2 separate regions of the Mus musculus genome follow, and region 1 is linked to region 2. A link is a contact called in public HiChIP or PLAC-seq data. All regions are on one chromosome and are shown on one strand. Each heading gives the region's core, a stretch centred on a gene start, on an enhancer-like site or on the middle of the called end of the contact. The rest is flanking DNA. Distances are from core to core; before and after follow the strand shown.

What was found. HiChIP or PLAC-seq counts read pairs in DNA pulled down with a chosen protein or histone mark.
Region 1: a contact with region 2 is called in an H3K4me3 HiChIP or PLAC-seq map of the SCID.adh cell line, with 60 read pairs. The contact joins the promoter of Taf1a here to the enhancer-like site in region 2. A contact is called at or near these places in 1 of 39 promoter capture datasets (the 3T3-L1 cell line), 2 of 15 datasets of contacts at CTCF or cohesin (CD8 T cells and pro-B cells), 52 of 484 Hi-C or Micro-C datasets (the 63-12 cell line, the C10 cell line, CD4 T cells and 27 more), 14 of 115 datasets of contacts at active chromatin or transcription factors (the 230-238 cell line, CD8 T cells, the SCID.adh cell line and 7 more) and 4 of 9 other capture datasets (adipose tissue, bone marrow-derived macrophages, liver and 1 more).

Annotation. Positions count from the first base shown.
Region 1 is chr1:183,386,743-183,392,995 of GRCm38.p6, forward strand. It overlaps Taf1a (TATA-box binding protein associated factor, RNA polymerase I, A), which reads left to right and starts at 2,243. Exons shown (of 11, transcript NM_001277959.1): 1 at 2,243-2,416; 2 at 4,179-4,302. The coding sequence starts at 4,179.
Region 2 is chr1:183,345,046-183,351,536 of GRCm38.p6, forward strand. It overlaps Mia3 (melanoma inhibitory activity 3), which reads right to left. Exons shown (of 26, transcript NM_177389.3): 6 at 5,919-6,061. Gm34102 (a long non-coding RNA gene) reads left to right here and starts at 495. Exons shown (of 2, transcript XR_389733.4): 1 at 495-1,087; 2 at 3,707-4,529. Within about 2 kb of position 4,941, at least 57 of the 459 cell types and tissues checked have an H3K27ac peak or open chromatin away from gene starts, as enhancers often do. A contact at or near this core is called in the 63-12 cell line, the SCID.adh cell line, Th1 cells and 7 more, where this site is marked.

The sequences.
Region 1 (6,253 bases), core at 993-3,492, 39 kb after region 2:
GGAAAGGTTCATAGGAATAATATTTTCTGAGACACTTTCAAAGCTTCCAGAAGATGTAGTTCATCACCATGACTTTAGTGAAAAGCAGTTGTACTTTCCTCCCCGTTGTAATACACATTCTTTAAGATTGGAGTCTAGAAAGCTGCTGTAGAAAGCTGCTGTGCAGACCCCTTCTCCAGACATTATCATCTAGGACTGTGCTGTGGGAACAGGAAGTGGTCTGAACTGAAGTGGTCTGAACCGGAAATGGTATGTAAGGACTAGAGAGAGAATGGATGATGAAGAGATGTTTGAAAACTTTGACATTGAAAGACCTCTGAAGGGAGACCCTCACTCAAGTCTCAGGATAATAGCAGACCCCCAAGAACTCACGAGAGACAAAGCTTGATGCAAACCACATGAGGCTTTATTTGGGGGAAAGCCAGAGCTCTGGGGACGACTCATATCCCACGTAGGGGAAGAGGAGTCGACCCCAAGGGGAAAGGGGTACCAGTTTTTATAGGCCCTTAGGGGGGAAAGGAGAAGGAGGGAGTAGGGGATTACCCAATCTAAACAATGTCTATTCTCAAGAAATGGGTATGGGAGGGGTACAAGGAAAGAGTCTGCTGCAGGTGCAGCAACCCTGGATTGGCCCCAGCTGTGGTTGCTGTGGAGATTTTCCGACTCTTCCTCAGCAACCAATATCACAAACACCTGGCAATGGGCTTCATCAGTGGGCACACACATGGGTTCAAGGAACGGTCAGAACATTGGCAGACACATGGGTTCTAGGAGTGGCCAGAGCATTGTGTACCTCTATTTTTCTAAACCAGTGAAGCTAGTTCTGCTAACAATGAATCTATTTTGCCAATTTCAGGGCTTCTGTGACCTTTTACATTCTGCCAGGATCTTTCAACATCACAACATCCTCCCACCCCTTTTTTGAGACAGGGTTTCTCTGTGTAGCCCTGGCTGTCCTGGAACTCCCTCTGTGGACCAGGCTGGCCTCGAACTCAGAAATCTGCCTGCCTCCCTCCCTCCTGAGTGTTGGGATTAAAGGCACGCACCACTACTGCTAGTATTTTCCCCCATTTTTATGAGCATGACCAAAATCAGCTGAGTCATTTTGATAAATCAAGATTCCAGATGACAAGCTAATCATTATCTTGGTGTGTGTGTGTGTGACTGCCCCTCCTTTGTCACATAGTTTAGCTTTGCCTGTAGTTAGGAGTATAGGTTTAAAGGCCCAGGCATAGAGGCACATGCCTTTAATCCCAGCACTTGGAAGCCAGACTGATTTCTGGGTTGAGGCCATCCTGGTCTACAGACTAAGTTCTAGGACAGCTAGGGCAATGCTGAAACATGGTCTTAGAAACAAAAATAAAACAAAACAAAAACTCAGCAACAAAAAGAAACAGTAAGGGCAAAGACACAAAGAACTGTATAAATAACTTTTCTCTAGTGCCTATGAGCACTGCATACTGTTTACATAGAAAACACGGAATAAAATACCCATCGCATTAAAAAAAAAAAAACAACTCTTCATACAAAGTCTTTTTATAGACCCTTAGGTTTCTATGATACTCGGATTCTGTTCTCGAGCAGTAAATTCAAAGTTCCAGAGGAGTCCATGCCATCACTTATGCAGCCTTCAGTACGTTCTTTTTTATTTTAGTTCCAATAACTTTAAAGTTGTCTTCCTGTAGCTTTTACTCATTAATGCGTGTTTTCACCACTGGTGCCAGTCTGTTCATTTAACGGATCAGCCCTTGAAAATACATCTGCCATTCTCCATGGTCCTTTTCAAAGGCTTAACAATTCCACTATCTACCTCCAGAATTAACACATGGCTGTGAATGTCTCTCATGAAAGTGGGATCCAGACCCATCCCTACAACAATCCACGTTGAAAAGGAAAAAGATTCTTGCTCAAACTGTGAGGCAGGAAGTCACTTAAATCAGATGCTAGCAGCAACTGGGATCGGCTATGCGTTCCCTTGTCACACTCGACTTTGCGATGGAAATCTTCCAATTTCGTTAAGGCTCAGGCTAAATTGTCAATCTGGGCCAAACCAATGGGGAGGCGGAAGTCAACATCCACTTCCGGGCCTCGTCCGGAAGCCTCTTCAGAGCTGGATAGGCTCTGCATCTTTCCCACAGGTAACGCTCCTGTGGGGGCGTGGCCACGCATGCGCACTACCTGAATGCCCACCAGGCTGGTTCTGCGCAAGCTCCCAGGAAGCGCTCGTTAACTGCTTCCGGACAGGGTTTTCCGGGGCGGCGAACAACGTGGAGTCGGGCGACTCTGGAGCTTGGATTTAGCGGCTCGCGGGCTCCGTACGCCTTGCGCTTTCAGTGAAACAGGAAAAGGTGTGTGAGCCTCCTGCTTGTTCCTTCTGCGGTTTCCTCTTGACTTTGTGCTCCTGGGCTCTGAGACCGTAAGTTACAGAGATCGTGAACTTTTGGTTACCGTGGCAACAGCCACCACGCCAACCTTCCCCAGGCCAGTTTGAGTCTTTGAGGGCCAAGGAAGGATTTGCGTTGTCTCCTTACCGTGTGTGGTAAGGTCGATTTCTAATTCAGGTGCTATTTCAAACTTTTTCGCGGAACGGCTGAGATTGATTTTTTTTAAAGGCCTAATCTGGATTTAAGGCGGAGAAACAAAATTTGAGGCTGGCCAACTCTTTGGGAGATGGGTCAGCAGGTAGTGGCAATTACTGTCAAGCCGGGTGAGTTCGATCCCCGGATCTACACAGTTGAAGGACCCCTCTAGATGATTCTCTGACCTCCACGCGTGCGCCGTGGCTTCTTCCGACAATAAACAAAGTGTAATATTAAAAAAAGAAATCGTACCGGGCGGTGGTTGCGCACGCCTTTAATCCCAGTACTTGGGAGGCAGAGGCAGGCGGATTCCTGAGTTCGAGGCCAGCCTGTCTACAGAGTGAGTTCCAGGACAGCCAGGGCTACACAGAGAAACCCTGTCTCGGAAAAAAACAAAACAAAACACCCCCAAAAAGAAAAGAAAGAAATCGTTTGTCAGCAGGCTTCAGGTTCGATCTCTAGCACCGCAGAAAACAAAGAAAGCAACGCCAGTTGATAAGGGTGAGGGTACCGAACTAGGGTGATGCTGTGGGATTGCAGAAGGGAGGGACGCGTTCAGTGGAATTCGTAGCTTCAGTATTTGATGGATACGCAGAACAAGGGTCTTGAGCATTTTGACATTTAAATCCATGTCCAGTGGCATGTAGCTGCTTTTGTCGAGTCATTTCTTTGCCATGGGCCGCTGCCGACCCCCTTACGTTTTTTGTCATACCGGCTCGTCTGTGTGCTTTGTGTTTCCCAGACTTTTGTCTTCACCGTTTCTCAGTCCTAACTTGGAAGGAAATACGGTTGCTGCTATGATTATCTTAGATAACTTATGGGCTATTTATGTGGTTAAGTTCCGAATACATACTAGCAACTGCTGCTACTGTACGTGCGTGTTATATATTCTTTTTTTTTTTTTAAGATTTATTTATTTATTATATGTAAGTACACTGTAGCTGTCTTCAGACACTCCAGAAGAGGGCGTCAGATCTTGTTACAGATGGTTGTGAGCCACCATGTGGTTGCTGGGATTTGAACTCCGGACCTTCGGAAGAGCAGTCGGGTGCTCTTACCCACTGAGCCATCTCACCAGCCCCGTGTGTTATATATTCTTAAGCTTCTTTCTGTAGCTCGAGTTTTTTACTTTGCAATTAAGGATGTTTCGTTTCTGTATGTACTTGATACATAGCTGTACTGTATTTTTTTAAAAACGATTTTTATTTTACTTTTATCTTCTGTGTATGAGTGTTTGCCACATTTATGCACACTGCTGTGTACCTGTTGAGGAGGTTGGATGCCTTGGAACTGGGGTTCCAGAAGGCTCTGAACTGCTGTATGGGTGCTGGGAACTGAACCCAGGTCCTCTTGAAGAACAGCAAGTGCTCTTGGCTGCTGAGCCATGTCTCCAGTCCCCACTCTTCTTTTTTTCTTTTTTAAAGTGGAACTTTAGTTTCACCTGTTGCCGACCTAAACAGATTGAATGCATACTTAAAAAAACAACCTGACAGGTACAATGAGTTGCTACTCAAATGATCCTCATTAGACAAAGAGGTAGCTGCTTCAGTTTCCGGTGGGTTAGCATGTGCTGAAGCTAACTAATACTCTCTGGAATAGATGATGAGTGATTTCGGTGAAGAGTTGACAAAGCTGGCTGTGGCAGAGGATAACCCAGAAACGTCGGTGCTCTCTAAAACGGGAATGCATTTCCCATGGCTTCACAAGCACGTTGAAGCTGTAGGTAAGTGAGACAGCGTTGAAGCTGTAGGTAAGTGAGACAGCGTGGAAGCTGTGGGTGAGTGAGACAGCGTTGAAGCTGTGGGTGAGTGAGACAGCGTTGAAGCTGTGGGTGAGTGAGACAGCGTGGAAGCTGTGGGTGAGTGAGACAGCGTGGAAGCTGTGGGTGAGTGAGACAGCGTGGAAGCTGTGGGTGAGTGAGACAGCGTGGAAGCTGTGGGTGAGTGAGACAGCGTGGAAGCTGTGGGTGAGTGAGACAGCGTGGAAGCTGTGGGTGAGTGACACAGCGTGGAAGCTGTGGGTGAGTGACACAGCGTGGAAGCTGTGGGTGAGTGACACAGCGTTGAAGCTGTGGGTGAGTGAGACAGCGTTGAAGCTGTGGGTGAGTGACACAGCGTTGAAGCCTTTCACTCCTCCACCAGGAAGCATTAGGAGTGAACACAGACACAGAATGGATACCCAGGCGAGTTTGCTCTTTTTATTCCCTTTTTAAAATTTAATTTTATGATTTTATTTTTATATTTTACTTTATTTGTTGTTGAAACAGGGTCTTGCTCTTTGTCCCTGGTTTGCCTTGAACTCACTTATGTTTCTCGAGCTGGTTTAGAACTCATGGTTGGTCTCTTTCTCGCCTCGGCCTCCATGTGCTGGGATTACAGGTAGTCACCTTGGTGTCTGTTTATCTTTTGAAGATTAGATGGGAGGCTCTTCCTTTTCTTTCTTACAGCTGTAGACAAAAAGGAAGCACTTCTATCTTAGCATGGGCAAAATATTGGGGCCTTAGAGCTGAAGGCGCTGTGGCCTCACTGAGGAGCACATGCATCGGACGTGCTAAGGGGACTTCTGCTGCATGGAGTGTGTTTGAGATGCGTTTTCCTTTGTTTTCATCTAGTGTAGATGCAGACAGGGTTTTCCATGGGTTAACTTCCGTCAGGCTGTATAAGGGCGTGGTGAGTGGGGTGCTGCCGTTAGTAAGTTAATCCTTAATAAATGGCATTTTTCATGTGAGGATCTGGATTGCCAAGAAATTAAACTCTTTTCTTTTTCTTTTTTTGAGACAGGGTTTCTCTGAGTAGCTCTGGTTGTCCTGGAACTCACTCTGTAGACCAGGCTGACCTTGAACTCAGAGATTTGCCTACCTCTGCCTTCCAAGTGCTAGCTTTCAAGGCTGTGCCGCCTTGCGCAGAGAAATTAAACTCTGAATAGTGATTATGGAAGCAAATCAGGTGTGTCCAATCTCAGCTCCTGTACTTTTAACCGACTGCAAGGAGGCAGCTGGAGCTTGGCCCGAGAGCAGCCCTCAATTAGGCGAGTGAAAGCTAGTTATTTGAGCAGATATTTTGCTAGTTGCCTCCGATTGTTGGCGATTTGAGGAGCTTGTTTAGTTCTTGTTAAATGCAGAGTCTGTTTCAGAGCCAGCTGAAGCGAAGTAGTCTCCATTTCTAATTAGCTTTCAGGTAATTCCAGTACTGCTAGTCTCAGGAACACGTGAGCAATTCGGCTGAGGATCCCGGCTGATTAGAGTTGGCATTAAATGGTCCGGGAAGTGCCTGGTCTGTGCTGTGGACTTCTCCCACCCACAGCCCCTGTCAAGTCAGGGTCTTGCTGACCAGCCTGACAGGTCTGGAACTTGCTCCCCAGACCAGGTTGGCCTCAGATGTGCAGCTGTCCTCCTGCTTTTGTCATGTGATTGCTGGAGTGACAGACGTGTCACCATGCCCAGCTGAGGGACTGTAGTTGTCATCATGGTTCTACTTACATTGTCCCCTATTCAATTTGCTATGTGCAGTGTCTCACAGCACTCAGTAAACTGTCTTGGCAATTTTCAGGTGTTATATACATTGTTAAGTTTAATAGTTCCAAATGATAACATTCTCACCACATGATGGATTTTTAAAATGAAATTGTTACTTTTTTTTTTTTTTTTTGAGACAGGGTTTCTCTGTGTAGCCCTG
Region 2 (6,491 bases), core at 3,691-6,190:
GGCAAGCCACCAAAGTGTCCCACACCGCAGCGCCCGGCGGCCTCAGGACCCGCTAGCCTCTCCGAGACACTCGCTCTGCCCAGCACTGGTCTTCCCGCCTGCCACTGCCGCGGCCCCTCCCTGGGACCGGGGACTGTCACCTCTAGGAGCTTGGCTATGAGGGCTGCGTAGAGCACCGAGAGAGGCCCCAGCAGCTCGGGGTCCCCCGGGGAGGCGGTGACAGCAGGCACGGTGGCAGGCAGTGAGTCCATCGTATGGGGGGCAGCTGCGCGGAGACGACGCTTCCTGCGGACGGCACCGAGCCGGCTTTCGCCGCTTCCGCCTCGGGAAGGACCGGCTCCGGGGGGCGGACACGGGGAATGAACTTCGCCTTCCCCGGCCGCGGCACCTTCCGCACTAGGCCTCCGGTGAAACACGTCATCAGACACGGCCGAGGAACGACGTCAGCGCACCCAGGAAGCCAGCGAGCGGGGAGTGCGGGGGCGGGGCGGGGGGCGGGACTAGTGCGGAGCAAGCCAACCACGGAGTGGGGTTAGGGGAGCCAGCGCCCTGAGCGAAAGAATCAAAGCAAGGAGGTGAGGTGGGGGAAAGATGGTGCGTGACGGGGAAAGACCGTTCTGTTCATCGAGTGAGGAGGGAGACAAAGGAGCATAGGACTGGACGCGGGGCGTGGGGGTTCAAGTGAGGAAGAAGGTTGAGGAGCGGACTAGAAGAGTCCAAATGCTTGCGGCGGTTGGGGGCGGGGGAGGGCAGAGGCACAGAGAAAGCATAAGAGAAGGTAGTGGAAGAAGGAAGAGTTCACTGAGGAGGCAGTGGGGACCAGCGCGCAAACCGAGCGGAAGAGATCCCCTGAAGCACAATCCCGATGAAAGACGCTCACCTGCCACAGGGCATGGGGTCAACGTGGCCAAGGAGCTATCAAGATGGGGGTTATGGACGGACCCTGGGAGAAGAGAAAGCCAGGCCCGACCAGAACTGGACCTGTCTTGAGGTGATGAGACACAGAAGGGACTGGTTCAGGAAACCCAAACAAGACCAGGTGTCTCCAGACCCCTTCTGAGGGGTCATGGGTCAGACTGACTTCTGGGTAAGGCCTCCCTTCCTGTCCACTCCAGGCCTTCTCGTAGGGTTCCTCTCTTCACCTCTGCTTGCCTATAAACAGCCTTATGGAGGAATTCTATCATTACCAAATCTGCGCCAACATCCTCATCTTGAGGTCTCTCATTTTTAAGGTTACACGCTTTGTGGAAACGGACAAGGGTAATAGATAGCCCAGAAATCGTGTTCTTAAAGTTGAAGGCAATAGGGGTGTTTATTTGGGGGTGGGAGTCCTGAGTTGCAGACCAAATGAAAATATATAAGGAAAAGGCAGGCTCAGTTCTAGCCCAGGAATACAGATCATAGGATAGAAAAGAAAACCCAGAAGAAGCCTCTACACACAAGAGATTAAAGGCAGTAAGATTGCTGTTGGTTTGAGACTAACATGAGCTACAGGATGGGTTTGCTGGGTTACAAAGTAAGACCTTGATAATATAAACAGTGAACTAAAATAAGGAGCTGGAGGGATATCTCAGCTGCTAAGAACTCATAGAGCCCTTGCAGAGGATGGGAGTTAGGTTCCCAAAACCCTGGTGGGGTGGTTCACACTCTCTGTAACTCCAGCTCCAGGGGATACAAGCCCCTCTTCTGACCTCCATAGGCAACTGCAACAATATGTGCATACTCTCACATATGCAAACACATAGAAATAAAAATAGGGGCTAGAGAGAGATGGCCCAGTGGTTAACACAGCAGTTAAAAGCACTGGCTGCTCTTTGAGAGGACCTGGGATTCAATCCCCAGCTTTCAGATGGTAGCTCACAACTGTTTGTAACTTCTGTCCCTCTTCTGGCCTCCTTGGACACCAGTCATGCACACAGTGCACAGGCATATTGTAGTACACAGACATACATGCAGAAAAAAAAATGGCCGCATACATAAAATAAAAATGAAATTAAAAAGAAAAAAGAAGATAGGAATAATGGCTTATACTTGCAATCCTGGCACTTGGAAGGCCAAGGCAGAAAGATCAATACAGCTTCAAGGGTAGCCTGGGCTACAGAAGTAGCTGCCAGGCTAGTGAGACAGTCTCAAAACACCAACAGCAATAGCAATTGTATATGGTGCTAGGATATGGTTTCCAAAGTACATTAAACACACGAGATGGGAAATGAGAATATTGGCTGCTGGGAGCAAGATTAAGGAATGAATATATTTTAGGCTGTGACATCGAAACCCTTAGAGAAATGTGCAGAATACCTGGTATAAGATGTGTGCTTTCACAATGCTTTCCATTTCAAGCCTTTTTCATTTCCATATGGCAAACTCAGAACTCCTGCCAGGTTTGAAAGCAAATTGTCATCTGATGCTGATCACCAAGTTAGGCTCTCTGCTTTTTGCTTCCACCACAAAGCGTTAAAAACCTGGGCATGGTGACTCACACCTTTAATCCCAGCACTCTGGAGGCAAAGGCAGGCCAGGCGGATCTCTATGAGTCTGAGGCTAGCCTGGTCTACAGAGTGAGTTCAGGACAAGCAAGGCTATGTAGAGAGACCTTGTCTCAAAGAAACAACAACAAAACAAAACAGCAAGAAAACCACAAACCCTAAAAATTTAAAACAGGATACAGCTTCACCTATTCAACGAATTACATATTACAGAGAGTTTCATATAAAGAGAAATTTTGAATCAATAAATAAAAATGAGTTAACCACAAAAGAATGTGTGGCCGTGACAGGCAAGCTTACACTAAGAATTACTGATGCGCATGCGCGCAGGAAAGACGATCCTACTGGCAATGATCACATTCAGTGAGGTCAACCAGTCTCAGAAAGACAAAAACGTTTTCTATCACTAACGGATCCTAGATTTTAAATAGATACATAAAAGCAGGAATGTCTATATGACAGGAAAACAGAAGTAAGACTGTCCAGGAGAATAAAGGGGGTTACAGAGACGAGAAAGGGGAGCAGAGGGCTGGTGAGATGTTGAACACAGTTATTTACTTGTATGAACCTTCACAACGAAATAAAATTTAAAAGGAGAATTACTAATGCACAGACCTCAGAACGAACGACATGTCAGGAAATCACTGTCACTAGCAAGACGCTGGGGCAGTCATCTTCCAAAGTCCCTTCTAACTGTAAGATTCCAAATATCACCAAACAACTGACCCATAAAGCTGACCTGTGGTGCTTCAGTTCCCCTAACCAAAGCGGACCAAATTGCCCTCCCTACCAGGTAGCTATGCTCCTTGCTGGAAACTTCACATCGCCTTGTTCATAGGTCCCCAGTTTTCCCATATAATCTTATTCTTACAAGGCCTTAAAAAATCAGGACTGGGACTAGAGAGATGTTCAGTGGTTAAGAGCACCAACTGCTCTTCCAAAGGTCCTGAGTTCAAATCCCAGCGACCACATGGTTGATCAAAACCATCTGTAATGAGATCTGATGTTCTCTTCTGGTGTGTCTAAAGGCAGCTACAGTGTACTTACTTATAATAATCTAAGAAACAAACCAACCAGGACTGTAACTTACAGGCACTAGTCCTCTCCTTCCACAGTGTGGGATGTGGGATTGAACTCAGGTAGTCAGACATGACAGCAAGTACCTTTATCTGCTGAGCCTTTTTGCTAACCCTCATATTAGAATCTTTGATTCCTAGCAGATGCCTTGTGCATATTGAGCCATTAAAGTGCTTTTTGGAGCTTGCCCTTTGAGCCAGAATCTTGGATCGCCATGTCCCGTCTTGCCTTTTATGTCTACGTCTTCCTCTGTCACCCTACAAGTGGACGCCATATCCTGTACCTTATCTGTGTCTCTCACTCAGCCCAAGAAGAAAGAGTCCTGTATATACGTAGAAATGTGAGGAAGACGGGCTTCCTTCCACTTTTAACCACTGCCTCCTTGAGATGCTCAAAGGACACTGGGCCTGGTTCAGTCACTGGAAGCATCCTAACTGTGACAGCTCAGAGCCAACAACACCTTTGCCAGGCAGCTGCCTCCAGCACAAGAAACCGTGGAGAAAACTGAAGATGGATTGGCTCTGCTCCATCCTTCTCATCAGGCAGCTTCTCCTCTGAATTTGCTGGGTACTCAGCATCTTTACACTGCCCTCTGACCATAAAGAAGAAGCGGGAGTGGGAGGAAACTCCACAGAGTCCCAGCCACCTCCCCAGACACTTTACACTGCCGACCACTTGGTTGTTGCAGTAGGAATAGTTTTCATTTGCCCTTCTCAGACAGGGAGGCCGAAATTCAAAGTTTAGTTATTTGCTGTTCGACATCTTACAGAATGGAACAGTGGTTGGCAGAGACGGAAAGGGGTGTTGGGAGGACAGGAAGGAATTAAATGGGGCTGAAAAGCACAGAGGAGCTTGTGCCGCATGTTCTGTATCGCAGTTAATGGATTATAACGGCCTGTGATACGTTTTCAAGTGATTAAAAGTGAGCTGTAGACATGGCTCAGTCGGCAAGGGTGCTTGCACCAACACTGATAACCTGGGCTTGATTCCGAACCCACATGGAAGAAGGAGAGAACTGACTCCTGCAGGTTGTCCCCTGACTGCCTCCCACATACATATGCACACACTCACGCACAAACATTAAATAAATGTAAGAACATTTCAAAAAAAAAAAATCAGAGGAATCATAGACATGAGCATTGCCCTGGTCATTATCCTGATTTGATCGTTACATAATATACACATCTATCAAATTACCATAACTCACATCATAAAGATTACACTTACTATGCTCCAATTAAACAAGGTTTAGTAACTAGCACAAACTTTTAAATCGAGATTGAAACCAGATCTCCCTGACTCAAAACCTGTTTTACAGAAAACATCAATAGCAAAACTCTATTACACAAGCGTCAAGATGACAGGCCCTACAGGAGGCCACGGTGACCACGATGACACTGCAGTCCTGACATCATTTGGCCTCCAGCCTAGTCCAATTTACCTAGAAAAACGTCCAGTTTCCACATACACCACGAGAGGGAGCTAAATCCTACAAACTTGACTAAGCTTCCAGAGATGTCAAATGTCTTACTTGGATCCAGACTCTCTTCAAAAAGATTAGCTTGAATAAACATTTTGCCATGATAGCTCTTTCTAGGAAATAGATCTGACCCACCACTTCTCTGTTTCAAACCTTCAAAGGGTACATAACATGGACAGCTTAACAGAACTCCTCAGGACACGCCTCCCTCACAGACACTCACCTTCCCTAGTCTCCCAGCATCCCCTTTCTCCATGTTTCCCTTTCTCTAGCATGCTGTCTTCTCTGTCCCTGTTGCCCACCCCCCTCTCCCAGTCCACTCTGTTCAACAGCAAACAATACTTCTTAATCCACATATGTATCAGCTAACTCCTAACTCTCTTGCTTCTCTACCAGCCGTGACAAAAACTGTCTCTTCTGTTTCAAGTGAACATCTCCAGCTCCCTGAGGTACTAAGAGGTCCCAGGGGACAAACCCTGCTTTATAGTTGTGTGCATGCCCAGCCCTGCCAGGGAATAAACTCTTGTGTGCTAACCTAAGGGCTCCTAATTAAAGCCATCCACCTGTGGCTCATTTCAGGAGGCACCTTCAGAGGATCGAAGCAGAGCTCATAAAGATATTTTAAATTCTTCACTCCAGGCTCAGATTCAACTTAAAACATGTTGCAAATCAAGCCAAGGTGGCAGCTCATGTCTACAGCATCAACACTTGGAGGTATTAGCCAGAGGATCAGCCTTGGCTGCACAGTGAATTTGAGGCCAGCCTCACCTATAAAAGACTGGCTATCATCAGCCCTTCTGTATACCCCCGCTCTGGAAACATCATGGTATTAATCAGTATTCTAGCAGAAGAAACTATACGTCTCCCTTACTTACCATCTTACTTAAATAAAGGATGAAGGCATAGAGGGAACCAAATGCACTTTCCAGAGGTGGGACAGCTGCTGGCTCCTCTGCAATTGTCTCTAGTTGCTTTTGTACATCTCCAGCCCCAACAGGACCACCTTCCATTACAGGACCTAAAAGGGGGCAACGGACAACATATTTTCTTTTATGCTTTAAAAGAAGAATTTTTCTCTTCATTTAAATAGTTACAGAGTGCCCTCTAAATATTAGTCACTAAGTGTCATGGCTTGAATATGCTTGGCCCAGGGAGTGGTACTAGTTGGGGGTGTGGCCTTGTTGGAGTAGGTGTGTCACTGTGATTGTGGGCTTTTAAGAACCCCATCCTAGCTGCCTGGAAGTTAGTATTCTCCTAGCAGCTTTCAGATGAAGAGTAAAACTCTCCACTCCTCCTGCATCATACCTGCCTGGACTTTCCCCTGTTCCCACCTTGATGATAATGGACTGAACCTCTGCACCTGTAAGCCAGCCCCAATCAAATGTTGTCCTTAAAAGACTTGCCTTGGTCATGGTGTCTGTTCACCTGACAAAGACACTTAAGCATAG